Linked DNA regions of Ovis aries: region 1 is linked to region 2. Evidence: chromatin contacts called from public Hi-C data. All regions are on one chromosome and are shown on one strand. The core of a region is the stretch at or near the end of the contact, and the rest is flanking DNA. Distances in the headings are between cores, read along the strand shown. Region 1 has its middle 12 kb from the start of WNT6. Region 2 holds the start of LOC101111607 (mitochondrial chaperone BCS1).

What was found. A called contact is a pair of places that touch in the nucleus more often than the background predicts.
Region 1: a contact with region 2 is called in a Hi-C map of mixed tissues, with 4 times the contacts expected there. The contact joins the enhancer-like site here to the promoter of LOC101111607 in region 2. A contact is called at or near these places in 5 of 16 Hi-C or Micro-C datasets (liver, mixed tissues, muscle and 1 more).

The regions. Positions count from the first base shown.
Region 1 is chr2:220,820,423-220,825,390 of ARS-UI_Ramb_v3.0, forward strand. No RefSeq gene overlaps it. Among named protein-coding and RNA genes, the nearest start is that of WNT6, 12 kb to the right of the region's middle. Within about 2 kb of position 2,914, at least 10 of the 54 cell types and tissues checked have an H3K27ac peak or open chromatin away from gene starts, as enhancers often do. A contact at or near this core is called in tail adipose tissue, where this site is marked.
Region 2 is chr2:220,627,903-220,632,962 of ARS-UI_Ramb_v3.0, forward strand. It overlaps LOC101111607 (mitochondrial chaperone BCS1), which reads left to right and starts at 2,945. Exons shown (of 8, transcript XM_027965189.3): 1 at 2,945-3,063; 2 at 4,307-4,670; 3 at 4,769-4,908. The coding sequence starts at 3,012. ZNF142 (zinc finger protein 142) reads right to left here and starts at 2,755. Exons shown (of 9, transcript XM_060411279.1): 1 at 2,635-2,755; 2 at 1-2,467.

The sequences.
Region 1 (4,968 bases), core at 1,664-4,163, 190 kb after region 2:
TAGCCCGCTACATGACTACTGGAAAAAACATACCTTTGACTAGACGTACCTTTGCCGGCAAAGGAATGTAAGACTAGCCAAGGCTCATCCTTGACTGAGGTCAATCCTCCTAGTGGTATGGCTGCTACAAAATAAGGAGGAACGGAATGGATTCACTGGAAGACCATAACTACGGTCCTCCCCTTTAGTTGCCCAATATTCACATTCACCCTCCATGCTTCATTACACACACTTCAGAAACGCCCATACCGAATGAAATGTGCTCCCACACTACTGAAAAAAGCACCATCCAAACTTCATCTCATTATGTATCCAGGTGCAAACCCAGCATTTCTGGGAGATGTACACGTCTCTCCATCGAGTCAGCTACATGCACCTGATTTAAGAGAAACTGGGTGGGGGAATGAAGTGAGTGTGTCTTGTTACATGCGTTTAGAAACTCTGAGCTTAAGCCTCCTCAGCTATTAAATGAGATTAAAAATGTCTGCTATGGAGGCTGTGAAACTGATTTAAACTTAAAAACGACAAAAAGAAACCAATATGAGTTGTGTGTACTCATTTCTCACCTGCTGATTATAACAGTGCTGCTTTTGATTCTGATATGCCAAAATCCCAGAGCTCAAAGTGATGCCCTTTGATTAGCAAAAGACCTATTATTTTGCTCTGGGATTAGCCCTTCCCCCCACTCCTTCTCTGAGCTCGAGTCTGTTCTACACACAGTCAGTTCTTTCGTGTTGGGCTAGGGTCCCGTGGCCCTGCTGCCCCTTGCACTAGCCACCCTCTCTCCACTGGCTGAGGCTGCCCCACTGCCCACACCACTCCCTATGCCATTTCCTTACTCCTCTGACTACAGACCTCTGGGGCTTCTGACTCTCTCTTTGGCCAACAGAAACTTTCCACCTACTTCAGATCAGCTATTTCAAAATGGATTGTCATAGTCAAACTTCTGACCCCTAGAAATATCCTTCATTCCCTTGTACCAGAGCCTTCTTCCCAGAGTCTCAGGGTGTGGAGTGCAGACTGGATTATGGTTAAGTACAGTCTCACTTCCTGGGCTTCCCAGGTGGCGTTAGTGATATAGAACCTGCCTGCCAACACAGGCAGACGTAAGAGACTCACTGGGTCAGGAAGATCCCCTGGAGGAGGGCATGGCAACCCACTCCAGTATTTTTGCCTGGAGAATCCCATGGAGAGAGGAGCCCAGAGGGCTACAGTCCATGGCGTCACAAAGAGTCAGACATGACTGAAGTGACTTAGTATACATGCCCACACACAGCCTCACTTCCCACCTGGCTTCGCAGCATCCCTCAGCATCCCAGCCCTGCTGCTCAGTACAGATTTCTTTCACAGGCTGTGATTTTGCCTCTGGGCTCGTTAGCTGGCTCGCTTTCCCCTGGGTGCCCTTCCCAGTCTACCTTCTTCAGGAAAGCCCAGCCCACCAGCTGCACATGTTTAAAGGCCAATGACAGGCCAAATTTTCTCCTGCAGAGCCCCTTGGAGGCATGCAAACTCAAGGGATTTCTGTCCTGAGAAGTCCGATTACTCTACCTAGAAGCACAGAGAGAGGTTTTATTGAGAAGTCTGGGCCTCAGCAGAGCTTCTGCTCTGCCCAGCCAACAGTATCCCCCTGCGTGTGTAATTTTCAGCAAACCACTTATGTTCTTTGAATCTTGATTTCTACATCCCTAAAATGGAGTTGGTGATGGACAGGGAGGCCTGGCGTGCTGGGATTCATGGGGTCGCAAAGAGTCGGACACGACTGAGCAACTGAACTGAACTGAAAATGGCTAAAGTAGTGCTAAGAGAGAAATTCATAGCATTAAACACATACATTAGGAAACGGGGAACGAAGAAGATGGGAAAGATATTTTTAGTATACAGAAAGCTATTCAGGACACACTGTTAAATGGAAAAAGTTTAGTTGGTAAGTCGCGTCCAACTCTTTGTGACCCCACGGACTGTAGCCCACCAGGCTCCTCTGTCCATGGGATTCTCCAAGCAAGAATACTGGATTGGGTTGCCATTTCCTTCTCCAGGGTATCTTCCTGACCCAGGGATGGAACCCCAGTCTCCTGCATTGGCAGGTGGATTCTTTAGCACTGAGCCACCGGGAGAGCCCATATTTTATGGTAGTATATGCTATAATATCGGAGAAGGCGATGGCATCCCACTCCAGTACTCTTGCTTGGAAAATCCCATGGATGGAAAAGCCTGGTAGGCTACAGTCCATGGGGTCGCAGAGAGTCCGACACGACTGAGCGACCTCACTTTCACTTTTCATTTTCATGCATTGGAGAAGGAAATGGCAACCCACTCCAGTCTTCTTGCCTAGAGAATCCCAGGGACGGCGGAGCCTGGTGGGCTGTCGTCTATGGGGTCGCGCAGAGTCGGACATGACTGAGGCGACTTAGCAGCAGCAGCAGCAGCAGCATGCTATAATCTAGATAATTATTTCCCATTGAAATTTGTTTATAGCTTTAAAACAAAACCATTACTGGTAATATACTAATGAACTGTCTTACTTAAACAGCTTAAAATGTTAATTGTTATAATGTGAACTTAGATGAGTCTTATGGGGAATACAATAGTTTCCTCTGTTGCTACATTTCTTTTCCTCACGTATTTAAAACTATTTTTGTGAGGGCAGGAGACAGAGAGAGGAAGAGAGACAGAAAAGGGAGAGAGAGACTAATTTTCAACACCCACTCAATTAATGGAGGCTCCTAAAAGAATGCCGGGCAGGAATGGGAAAGATGCTCTTGGATACTGTCGGTTTGGTCTCTCATTGCAATTAGCCCAGAGAGATAAATGTCCTGCCCAGAGCCAGGCTAGGACACTGCTCGCCCTGCGTCCACACGGAGCTGTTTCTCCTCAGCAGTCCTGCCCCTCCAGTCAGTCCCTTGGTTACGCCATCTCTGCTGGCAGCTGTCACTCTTCCTGTCCCGCTGTGGCTATCTGCTCCCTTTACTGGGTCTGAGGGGTGCCTCGAATCTGCTCCTTAGGGTCTGGCGCCCTCTGCTGGCTTTGAGGATTCACCACAATCGTTAAAGGACCACCCGACCTGCACTGAACTTAACAGCTCTTTCATTCCCCAAAGTCATAGGGGAAACTGAGGCAGCATGGATCCAGAACACAAAGCAAAGAAACTTCTTGGGCTAAGACTTGGGCCTTCTGACCCTTCTTTCTGCACTCTTTCTGGCACACCGTCGTTGGAAGAAATGCAGAAGACATAGGAGATGGCAGACTTGACTCCAAGGCTGGGGAAAAGGCCACCTTCCACATGGATCCTCAGGAGCCCTCCTGCCATGTTGGGGAGGGACTGAATGTTGAGCTGGACCTTTCCACTGCTGTATTCTAGGGCAGTGGCCCTACTGCCCTCTCTCAGTTTAGTCAGTTCAGTCGCTCAGTAGTGTCCAACCCCATGAACTGTCCATCACCAACTCCCAGAGTTCACTCAGACTCATCTCCATTGAGTTGGTGATGCCATCCAGCCACCTCATCCTCTGTCATCCCCTTCTCTTCCTGCCCTCAATCTTTCCCAGCATCAGGGCTTTTTCCAATGAGTCAACTCTTTCCATGAGGTGGCCAAAGTATTGGAGTTTCAGCTTCAGCATCATTCCTTCCAAAGAAATCCCAGGGCTGATCTCCTTTAGAATGGACTGGTTGGATCTCCTTGCAGTCCAGGGGACTCTCAAGAGTCTTCTCCAACACCACAGTTCAAAAGCATCAGTTCTTCGGCTCTCAACTTTCTTTATCATCCAACTCTCACATCCATCCATGACTCCTGGAAAAACCATAGCCTTGACTAGACAGACCTTTGTTGGCAAAGTAATGTCTCTGCTTTTTAATACACCTCAATACTCCCATCAGAGTCTGGATGGACTTAATGATGCCCTAGGCATAGCCTGTGCTTCCCCAAACTTCATCATTCACAGCTTCCTTCATGGATTTTGCATGTCCACGAGTCACTCAGATTATAATTTACTTAATATGTTTCTTTAAAATGTCTCATTTTAAACTTCAAAGTCTGAGGGAATGAATCGCTTTTCCCTGGGTGATGACTCATAGATGGATCTGGTTCCCTCGGAATTGTCTTTGAGCCCTTGCTGTCTGCATTTAGTGCAAAAGACTTGATCCCACCCAGAATTCCTCCCTTTAAAAACAAAATAAAAACCATTACTTGCTGGAAAGGGTGTGGAGAGAAGGGAACCTTCCTACACCGTTGGTGGAAATGTAAATTGGTATAGCCACTATGAAGAACAATATGGAGGTTCCTTAAAAAATTAAAAATAGAGCTACCATATGACCCTGCAATCCCACTCCTGGGCACTTATCTGGAGAAAAACATGATCTGAAGGATACGTGCACCCCAACATTCATTGTGGGACTGTTTACAATAGCCAAGACATAGAAGCAACCGAATGAAGCAACTTAGCAGCAGCAGCAGACATCTATTGACAGAGGAATGAATAAAGAAGATGAGGTACATATCTATTAATACAGGTATTTACCTGGTGGTCCAGTGGCTAAGACTCTAAGCTCCCAATGCAGGAGGCCCAGGTTTGATCCCTGGTAAGGGAACTAGATCCCACATGCTACAACACAACAACAAAAAAGATTCTGCATGCCTCACCTGAGACCTGGCATAGCCAAATAAATAAGGAAATAAATAAGTATATTAATACAAGGGAATGTTACTCAGCCATTTAAAATAATGAAATAATACCATTTGCAGCAACATTGATGGACCTAGAGAGTGTCACACTAAGTCAGATGGAAAGGGAGAAATATCGAATGACATCACTTATATGCGGAATCTAAAAAGAAATGATACAAATGAACTTACAAAATAGGAAACGACTCACAGACTTAGAAAATGAGCTTATGGTTGCTGGGGGAAAGGGATAGTTAGGGACTTTGGGAAGGTCATAGACACATTGCTATGTCTAAAATGAATAACTAACAAGG
Region 2 (5,060 bases), core at 1,695-4,194:
TGCATACAGGGTTATCGTTACCATCTTTCTAAATTCCATATATATGCGTTAGTATACTGCACTGGTGTTTTTCTTTCTGGCTTACTTCACTCTGTATAATAGGCTCCATTTTCAGGAAATATCTCTTGACAGAAATGTGGCATAAAATGGAAAGTGAAGTGACCTAGCAATATGGAATACAGAGTTTTGTAAGAAATTAAAACTTGTGTATAGAATAATAGTTGCAAATATTCAAACAATAAAGTCCATGGCTAAAGGAGAAAAAAAGAAGACAATGTTTAGAACAAAGGCATTAAAATGATAATAGGGGTCAATATAGGAACGAGACAAGAAATTGTGACCCATATACTAAACATTGTTTCTTGGAGCTAAGTGAGGTTTGTCATATCAGTAAGCAATTTGGGTCTCGGTTCTCTTATCTGCAACAAAATTGGATGGGGCCAAGCTATCAGGGCTTCCCTGATACCTCAGCTGGTAAAGACTCCACCTACCATGCAGGACACCCCGGTTCAATTCTTAGGTTGGGAAGATTCGCCAGAGAAGGTATAGGCTATTCAGTATTCTTGTGACTCAGCTGGTAAATAATCTGCCTGCAATGTGGGAGACCTGGGTTCGATCCCTGGGTAGGGATGATCCCCTGGAGAAGGGAAAGGCTACCCACTCCAGTATTCTGGCCTGGAGAATTCCATGGACTGTATAGTCCATGGGGTTGCAAAGAGTCAGACACAACTAAGCGACTTTCACTTTCACTTTCAAGGGATCTCAGAGGTCCCTTCCCCTCTTAACATCTTAGGATCTCACTATTCCTTAGCTCAAAGCCCTTCCTGCATGATCTGGCCCTGCTGCCCTCTCTAGATTCATCTCCCACCTCTCTCTGAGCCAGTGATTCAACTTTTCATTGATTTGCCCTTTCCCAGACTCACCACATTCTCTTCTGCTTCTATATACTATACATTTCTCAGCTTGCTGGGCCTTCTCCCCTCTGTCATCTCTCTTGTCTGGCTAACCAACTCCTAACTATCCTTTGAGAATCTGTACAGGGACTTCCCTGGTAGTCCAGTAGCTAAGACTGGCGATCCCAATGCAGGGGTCCCTGATCAGGGAACTAGATCCCACGTACCACAACTAGGAGTTTGCAAGCCACAAGTAAGATCAAAGATAACTCAGACCTAGAGCAGCCAAATAAATAAATGTCACTTTACTATGATGGCATCCTGACACGGTTCATCTAAGTTTCTCTCTCTAGGGTCCTCATGGCACCTCGTACATAGCTCTACCAGAAACATGTCATACTGCACTATTGTTTACTTGTCAGTCTCCCTCCCTGGACTTGGAGCTTTCTGAGTGGATTTTACTGAAGTTATCACGTCACTGAACATAAACCACAACAGCCTATGCAAGTCAGACAAGGGATTCTAATGAAGAACTGTGATGCAGTGGTAAAGAATCTGCCTGCCAATGCAGGAGATACAAGAGACACAAGTTTGATCCCTGCATCGGGAAGATCCCCTGGCGTAGGAAATGGCAACCCATTCCAGTATGCTTGCCTGGGAAATTTCAAGGACAGAGGAGCCTGACGGGCCACAGTCCATGTGGTCACAAAGAGTTGGACACGACTAAGCACACACTCACACACAGTTAAGAACCGCAGACACAGAGATGCAAGGCTAGGCTTCTACTAAGATAACAAACCAGAGGCGCCTTATGTATAAAGTAACACATCTGGAGAAATTTCTCATTCATTGACTATGACCTAATATTGAACACTGGAACTCAACTCAGAAGTGAATGTCAACTAAATTGCATATCCTGTTATACACTGCTAAAATTAGTTTGCGCTGAGTAATTAGGAATTAAGGATGATAGTATAATCACTCCATGAAACTGAGCCATGAAGGTCAGGTAAGGGATGCCTAGGGCTAGAAAATCATTTTGTACATGAGAATTCTGCAACTCAAAGCCTCAGATTAGGGAAATTTAGAAGGTGGTAGAGCAGCGCACTTCCGCCCTCAGAGGGTTCTCTGGAAACCACTGACTCCACTTATCGCTGCTCTAAGGAATCTTCCAGCTCCAGTAATAATTGCCTTAACGGTGAGCCAAGGGGTGCCGTCTAGACTGAGAACCGTCAGCCGCTGGAAGGCCGAGTGAGGTGGGACACAGGTGGGCACAAGAGAAGAAATGAGGTTATCTTCGGGGCAGCGGTACCGAGGAAGAGAAAGGACACATTAAGGCAGAGAGAAGGCCTGGGGAAAGGGTGAGATCGAGTCTGGGGACCAAGGCATCCGATTTCCACTCGCCTGTGGGCTCTACTCACTGCGTGGCCTTCGGCAGATTGTAGTTCCCTCGCTTCCCGGGATGTCAGCTTTCCTGTTTGTAAAGTGGAGGCGAAGACAGCCTCCACATCGTTGGGCGGGAGCGGGAATCACAATTGCCGGCAAACGGGAAAACCGTCTTGTAACCTGCGAGGCTAAGGAGGGAGCATCGTCATGCTTACTGTCCTAAGGAGAGGCAGCGTGTAACCGGGTGGGGTCCACAGCAATGACGCCGGCAGTGGTGAGCTGATGCGCCGGGGCCTCGTTCGTCGCCGCGCTCCCTTCTGCACTTCTCCCGAGCTTTCCCATCGCCCAGGCCTACCTCTCATTCTGCGGTTTCAGAAACTTTTGCCTCCGGCCTGCTCCGCCCGCACTCCCTATTAGTTCCCGCCCCGCAGCCTCCGGCTTACCTCCAGCCCTAGGCGGGCAGGAGCCTCATCTCTATGGTCGTCCAGCGGCTGGAGTGGCCTCCCGGGACTCTCTTTGTGCGACCGCCTCCGGCCCAGAAGCCTCCAGGACCGCGGCATATGGAGGCCGCTCTCTCTTTCTTTGTGAGGCTGGTGGAGTACTTTCTCTATGGTTCTTCCTATCTTTTCCCCACCCAGCCCCCACCTCCCCTGGCCCTGAAGCCCAGAGAGTACCATCGAGAGTTGTGGAGCAGAGTGGTGTGGTCGTCTCGGTAGGTGTGACGGGAAGTAGATGAAAGAACTCGGGGGCGAAGCCAAGTGGAGAGTGCCCGAAGAGCCGAGGGGTGAGACCATCGAGAGGAAGGGCCAGAGAGTCATGGCGGTAAGGGGGAGGAGTGACCGATTGCTGCAAACCAGGCTGCTGGAGGCGCGAACTGGGGTGTGGAGGGGGTTCGGGAGGAGGCTTCTGGGCGTCCGACAAGGACCAGGAGCGGAAAGGGCTTTGTCTGTGGCCTTCCACGCATAGGAATTTTGGAATTCTGGATCCTGTTCTGAGCTTCAGCAGAGGTCACTGCTGTCAGTTCACCGCACTGCGTGCCGGCATAAAGCAAACCGGCGGGGGGTCGGGTGAAGTGTGCTAGAAATGATTTGACCTCCTACCCCTCCGGGATCTTACAGCTTAGAATCAGGCCCAATCACATTTTATTGCGGGGCGGGGAGTGGAATTCGGGGGAATCTCCGTGGAGAAGGTAGCAGATGGGCGGGATTTGAACTCTATAGAGATTGGGGGAAATAAAATGGGCATTCTGAGTCAAGGAGGAAGGAGGCTTGTTTATTTGTTCAACAGAGAATATTGGGAACTAAGCCATTAGAGGTACGTTGGCCCCGTGTTGTAGAGGCAGAGGCGTTTTCACCTAATTCAGGGACTTGTTGAGAGCCAATCATTGGAGGTGTTGGAGTAGGGAAACTAATGGCGTTGAAGCAGAGCCTTATGAGGAAAAATCTCGACCCCTGTATAGCAGTCTGGTGAAGCATGACCAAAGTGGAGATCCACTAAGATACCACTTCAAGAATTAAAATTAATTTCGAAGAGACAGTTTAGATGGGAGGTAATAAAAGGGCTAACAGGACATGAACATGTGAAATAGATGAGAGGATACCTGAAAGACATGATACGTGATAGCAAGGCATGAGGATATTGACAGGTTGACAGAAGAGAGTAACTTCATCCCCTGCTCATTCTGGCCAGTGGGCCCCTATCTCAACTGGTCCCAGGAACCGCAAAAATGCTGTCCGTCTATTATCCTGAAAGTTGTATCATTCAGTCAAATTTAAGGAATCTCCAGAATAGTTGTCTGGCAGGACACTGGTATGAAACAGGATAATGAAAGGCAAAATGGGACAAGTGGCTCAGAGTCTCATCCCTTGGGTCCAACACCAGCCCCACCCCACGAAGGATATTGAAGCACATTGTAATACTGACCTGACATTCCTCTCCCAGCTTCTGTGGGGCGGGAGAGGAATTTGAGTCCTTTTTTTAAACTCATCTTGTGCTTTATCCCATCTCTACTGCTCCCCATTCTCCAGGTCTTGAAAATGCCTCGGGGCCTGTGAGGTTCAGTGTTTTCAAGATGCCCCTCTCAGACTTTGTTCTGGCCCTGAAGGACAATCCCTACTTTGGGGCTGGATTTGGGCTGGTGGGTGTGGGCACTGCCCTGGCCCTGGCTCGGAAGGGCGCCCAACTGGGCTTGGTGGCATTCCGGCGCCATTACATGATCACACTGGAAGTCCCTGCTCGAGACCGGAGCTATGCCTGGTTGCTTAGCTGGCTCACCCGCCACAGTACCCGAACTCAGCACCTCAGCGTTGAGACGTCGTACCTTCAGCACGAGAGTGGCCGCATCTCCACTAAGTTTGAATTTGTCCCCAGCCCTGGAAACCACTTTATCTGGTAAGGCTGGAAGCCAGAAAGGGCTCTGAGAGTGGAAAAGAATGAGAGGAGGTGGACTTGACCTGTTTGTTCACCTCATTTTGCTCATTCTTATTCAGGTATCAGGGGAAATGGATCCGGGTGGAACGGAGCCGAGAGATGCAGATGATAGACCTGCAGACGGGGACTCCTTGGGAATCTGTCACCTTCACGGCTCTGGGCACTGACCGAAAAGTTTTCTTCAACATCCTGGAGGAAGGTGTGGGATGGCACAGACAGCCTTTCTGGGGGTTGAGGGGGAGGCGGCAGTTACAGGGATGGAGTATTTGACATTAAAGGAGGAGAAGCTTGGAGAGCCGGAATAGGAGGCTCTGGGCCCATGGGAGCAGGGCCTGGGGACTGTTTGGGCAC